Linked DNA regions of Ovis canadensis: region 2 is linked to region 1. A link is a contact called in public Hi-C data. All regions are on one chromosome and are shown on one strand. Each heading gives the region's core, a stretch centred on a gene start, on an enhancer-like site or on the middle of the called end of the contact. The rest is flanking DNA. Distances are from core to core; before and after follow the strand shown. Region 1 has its middle 32 kb from the start of MRPS18A. Region 2 holds the start of VEGFA (vascular endothelial growth factor A).

What was found. A called contact is a pair of places that touch in the nucleus more often than the background predicts.
Region 2: a contact with region 1 is called in a Hi-C map of fibroblasts, with 5 times the contacts expected there. The contact joins the promoter of VEGFA here to the enhancer-like site in region 1. A contact is called at or near these places in 2 of 2 Hi-C or Micro-C datasets (fibroblasts and lung).

The regions. Positions count from the first base shown.
Region 1 is chr20:32,290,030-32,292,729 of ARS-UI_OviCan_v2, forward strand. No RefSeq gene overlaps it. Among named protein-coding and RNA genes, the nearest start is that of MRPS18A, 32 kb to the left of the region's middle. Within about 2 kb of position 1,347, the one cell type or tissue checked has open chromatin away from gene starts, as enhancers often do. A contact at or near this core is called in fibroblasts, where this site is marked.
Region 2 is chr20:32,345,117-32,347,816 of ARS-UI_OviCan_v2, forward strand. It overlaps VEGFA (vascular endothelial growth factor A), which reads left to right and starts at 1,322. Exons shown (of 8, transcript XM_069564604.1): 1 at 1,322-2,447. The coding sequence starts at 2,382.

The DNA of each region.
Region 1 (2,700 bases), core at 97-2,596:
TGGGTGTAGGGCCATCCAACTGCAGGTGCTCGGATCAGTTTCTTGGCTTGGGACTGAGCAGCTCTGAGTGTCCCAGCCAGGATGACAACAGGCAGGGCAGGCTGTGCTGTGGCCTGGGGACACGGTCCTTACGCAGCAGCACCCACAGGAGATATTAACCTGTCCTTGGCCTTTTCAAGCCCACATCTTTTAAGAGAAGAATCCAGAATTTCCTCAGCTTTTCTTCCAGGCACAGCACATGGCTTGTTGTGTGGCAGGGGTTTAATGAATGTCAGCATGTGTCCTCTCCATATCTATAGAACGATGGCGAAGAAACCATAGTTTCCAGAATTTCTGTGATGATGACATGTCGTATCTTTGCAGCGGTGCTGATTTTTAACCCCTAGGACAACTGAGTCTCAGAGATGTTCAATAACCTCCCCACGGTCACATTTACTATGGGATAGAGGGAGATTTGGGGGCAGTCTCCCTCGGCAGAAGGTCTTCAGCAAGTTTAGAAAGTGAGGAGGGCAGAACTGGGCAGAGTGGAAGGAGGGTCAGGCTCCATCTGGGCAGGGCCTGGCTTTCATAGTGGGTCCAGGCAAGGTGGGGGAGTGAGTGAACTGGATGAAGCCACAGTGAGTGAGACCAGAAAGTGGGGCAGGGTGTGGAGTCAGGGGAAGGCATCCCATGCAGTTTCCTGTGGTTCTTAGAGAGGGGGCAGGCAGTGATCTTGGGTGTAAACCAAACCAGTGAACCCTCTGGCGAGGGCAGTGCCATCGTCCCATTGCACAGCTGGGGCTGCTTAGACCTGGTGAGGGTAAGGACCTTGCTCAAAAGTCACATGGACCAACAGTGAAGGAGCCAGGATTGTGACCCAGCTCTGCTCAACCACAAAGGCTGCCCTCTGTCCGCTACACGATGTGGTTGCTGTCATGACCTCCAGGCAACAGGGGGATAGACAATATCGGATGACTTTTTGCAGATTTCTTCCAGTAGAAACATTCTCTCCGTCTCTGTCCCCGGTCTCCCTCCACACTCTCCCCTGCCTCCTCCCTCTCTCTTTCCTCCTCATTACTCAACCCCTAGTAACCCCGAGGGCAGGCAGACTGTCTGCACGGTTGAGGGAGGAGGAGACCAGCTCTTCTGGGTGACACACATGCACCCTTTGCAGCCTGCCCACCTCCCTCCCACCTCACCCACACGGTGGGGAGGCCCCCCTCCCCCACCGCCCACTCTGCAGGCATCCGTGGCTGAGGGGGTCTTTCCCAGAATTAGCCACCAAGAACAGCTGGAGCAGGGAGGGGGAGGTGCGAGAAGGGATGGAGGCTAACAGCTTCCAGATGTGCCAGGGCACGAGAGAGCCGAAGGAGCCTCCTGCAGGGGCTGGAGGCTGGGAGGAGCTGGCCTCTGTGTCCCAGACTTCAGGACTGCCAAGGCAGCTGGGCAGATCCCTACTCAAGAGCTTCATGCAAATCCATGTGAGCAGGGCAAGGAAGACTTCTGTGCTGCACCTGCAGGGAAAACCCCTGTGGCCCAGCTGCTTACTATGCCTTTAAAACTTTTTTTAATTAACATCCAACTGTTACTTTATTTTGTTTTTAGGCTGTACCATGCGGCATGCAGGATCTTAGTTCTCTGATCAGGGATCAAACCCATGGCTCCTGCACTGTGAGCTCAGAGTCTTAACCACTGAGTCACCAGCGAAATCCCTGATTATTACTTCATTTATATCACTAAGCTTAAATGACTTGGAAGAGACAAATGAGCGGTTCTATCCTATTTCGGGAAAAGTTTCCAATAAATGCTGGTTATGTGGTGACAGGTAACTAGGAATAGTGACATCTTTGGGTCGAGACTGACGATGAAGCATGGGCTCTGGTGCTATGGTTCATCTCCAGCAAGGCTCTGGAGATGACGACCAATGCCAGTCACGCAAACATGGAGCCTCTAGGGCTGGTCCCAAATTTGCATCTCTTCCCCAAAGCTAACAAATCCATATAATAACTGAGGCTTTAAAAAAAGTTTTAAAATGAAGCCCAAATAAGATTAAAACTATACTCTTGATACACTTTCCCTTCCAAAATTTACATAAGCACACTTTTTCTCTACTAATATTAATCCTGATACTATCGACCTTGGCTATACTGCCAGTGGTGGAGGCAGAGATCAGGGGCTGAATTCTAAGCACTTGGAATTGAATCCCAATTCAGCCACTTACCAGCTAGGGAACCCAAGGCACACTGCTCAGCTCTCTTGGCCATGCAATGGTTTCTGTTTCATGGAGCTATTATTAGAGTTGAATAAGTTAATCTATGCAAAACACTTGACGTGGTGCCTGGCATGTAGTACATTTTTACCATTCAGAAAACACCTACCTTGTTTCAGAAGCTGTGCCATTTTACCCTTGCAACCTGGAAATTAACTATGAGTACCCCCATTTTTATGAGCAGAAGTTGAGGATCAGAGAGGCTGAATGACCGTCCAGGGTCACATGGGTCAACATGAACCCAGACCTATTAGACCCTAAAATCCAGGCTCATTATACTGGGCCCCTCCCTGGTTTTTGTTGCTATTGTTACTATGTTTCAATTAGTAGTGAAAGGTTCCAAGACCTGTTAGGGGCTGGGTTGCATCATTTTCAATCCGGCTCACCTAAAGAGAGGACCGTGTCAGAAAAATGGGCAATAGCTCAAGGGTTCAGAGGGGCCCTGGGAGGGG
Region 2 (2,700 bases), core at 72-2,571, 55 kb after region 1:
CTTGGGGAAAAGGGAGGAGAGGCTGCTAGCTGCAAGAAGTAGGCAATGACTCCTGAAGGTCTGGGGGCTGCTGAGGAGAATGCCCCAGTTCTGTTCAGATGATGAGCTGTGAGCCTGGACTGGGACTGATAGAAGCCTTGGCCTCCGGCCTGGTGGGAGCTCTGGGCAGCTGGCCTACTGACGTTCCTTAGTGCTGGTGAGTAGGTTTGAATCATCACTCGAGCCCTGGCCTCCAACCGCCCCCACCAGCCCCCTGGCCTCAGTTCCCTGGCAACATCTGGGGGAGGGGGGTGGAGAAGCAGAAACAAGGGCCTCTGTCTGCCCAGCTGCCTCTCCCTTTGGGCTCTGCCAGACTCCACAGTGCATACGTGGGCTCCAACAGGTCCTCTTCTCTCTGGGCCATTGACTAACCCCAGAACCACATGGCTTCTTGTTCTCAGCCCCACAAACATAGTGCCAAATACTTCCCCCCAGGGGAGCCTCCCTGAACACTTCCCAAAGGACCCCAGTCACCCCAGCCTGTTGGCTGCAGCTAACTCTGATGTCAGCCGGCCAGATGAGGCCGGGAGATGAGCACAGAGTCCGGATGGATACATCATGCCCTCTGTGCCCAGCACTGGGCTTTGTGCACGTGGGACCACTCGAGTCCCAGACGTGCCACTGTTTGAGAGGTCAGAAACGGGGGGTGGAGGGGGATGTGTCAGGGGTAATCTCCCTCAACCCTCTTCTTGAGGCCTCTTGAACTTGAGATGGGGTGTGCATCCGATAGTCACTAGGGGGCGCTCAGCCACCACAGGGAAGCTGGGTGAACTTGGGATGCAGCGTCTGCGTGAGTGAGGACGCCTGTGACTATGTGTGTTGGGGGGGGCGGGTAGTTGAGAGTGTTTGGCGGGGGGTGGAGAAGGCAGGGGTCACCCCAGGATTCCAACGGATCTGTGTGTCTCTCTTTCCACCCGTCCCTGTCCGACTCCCTCAAACCCCTGCCCCCTCCAATATTCCCAGCATAGAGAAGGGAATAGCTCTGGAGCCCTGACCGCACATAACCTCACTTTCCTGTACCCGCCCCGCAAATACCGCGCGGGCGTGTGTGTCTCCCGGCAGAGGGGGCCGATAGGTAATGTTCAGGCTGTGCGCCTTGGTGGGGATCGAGCACTCCCTTTGCTGGGGTGGGTGGGGGCCCGGGCTTCGGTCGGTGTCCCCAGGGAAGGTAGTAGCCAGAGGCACAGAGGGGACGGACCCAGGAGCTGAGGCTGGGTCTGGCCCCGCCCCGACACGCCCAGGGGGCGGGGCCTGCCTTCTTTTTAGTCTGCTCGTAGCGGTGAGGAGCGCAGAGGCTTGGGGCAGCCGGGCTGCGACGAGGCTGCGGCGTTGGGGGGCGAGTGGAGCCGGCGGCAGCGGCGCTCGGTCGGGAGACGCATCGAAGAGGCGGACGGACCGGCGGGGTCACCGGCCAGGGGTCTCCGCACTGGAATTTGATATTCATTTATCCAGGGTTTACCCTCCTCCTTTTTTTCTGAAACATTTTTTTTTAACCGTATTCTTTTCCGTTTTAATTTATTTTTGCTTCCCATTCCCCACTAAATCGGGCCGACCGTTTGGGGAGATTGCTCTTTTACTCCCCCCCAAAATCACTTCGGATTCTGGAAACGGGCAGAGAAGAAAGAGGGTAGCAAGAGCTCCAAAGAGAAGTGAAGGAGAGAGAGAGACCGGGTCAGAGAGCGCGCGCTGACGAGCGAGACACGAGAGGGACAGGGGCAAAGTGAGTGACCTGTTTTTTGGGGGTGACCGCCAGAGCGCAGCGTGAGCCCTCCCCCTCGGGATCCCGCGTCGGACCAGCAGCGCTGACGGACAGACAGACAGACACCGCCCCCTGCCCCAGCGCCCACCTCCTCCCCGGCCGGCGGCCGACGGTGGACGCGGCGGCGAGCCGCGGGCAGCAGCCGGAGCCCGCGCCCGGAGGCGGGGTGGAGGGGGTCGGGGCTCGCGACGTTGCCCTGAAACTTTTCGTCCAACTTCTGGGCTGTTCTCGTTCCGGAGGAGCCGTGGTCCGTGCCGGGGCAGCCGAGCCGAGCGGCACCGGGAGAAGTGCTCGCTCGGGCCGGGAGGAGCCGCAGTCGGAGGAGGGGGAGGAGGAAGAAGAGAAGGAAGAGGAGAAGGGGCCGCGGTGGCGACTCGGCTCTCGGAAGCCGGGCTCATGGACGGGTGAGGCGGCTGTGTGCACAGACAGTGCTCCAGCCGCGCGCGCGCCCCAGGCCCTGGCCCGGGCCTCGGCTCCGGGAGGAAGAGGAGCCCGCCTGGGCGCCGAGGAGAGCGGGCCGCCCCGCAGCCCGAGCCGGAGAGGGAGCGCGAGCCGCGCCGGCCCCGGCCGGGCCTCCGAAACCATGAACTTTTTGCTCTCTTGGGTGCATTGGAGCCTTGCCTTGCTGCTCTACCTTCACCATGCCAAGGTAAGGGCTGGGGACGTGCGTGAGAGCGCGCGCGTGGGGGACTCCGTGCCCCACGCGGGTCCTTGGGCACCGGGCTCGCGGCTTCCCCTCTATCTTCGTAGGTGTAGGGGGAGGGGGCGCGCGCTAGGTGGGAGGGCACCGGGATAGAGTCTCACCGCCCACGCGGGCCCTGCCCACCCACCGGAGTCACCGCACGTACGATCTGGGCCGACCAGCGGAGGGCGGGAGCCGGAGGAGGCGGCTGAGGGGGCTG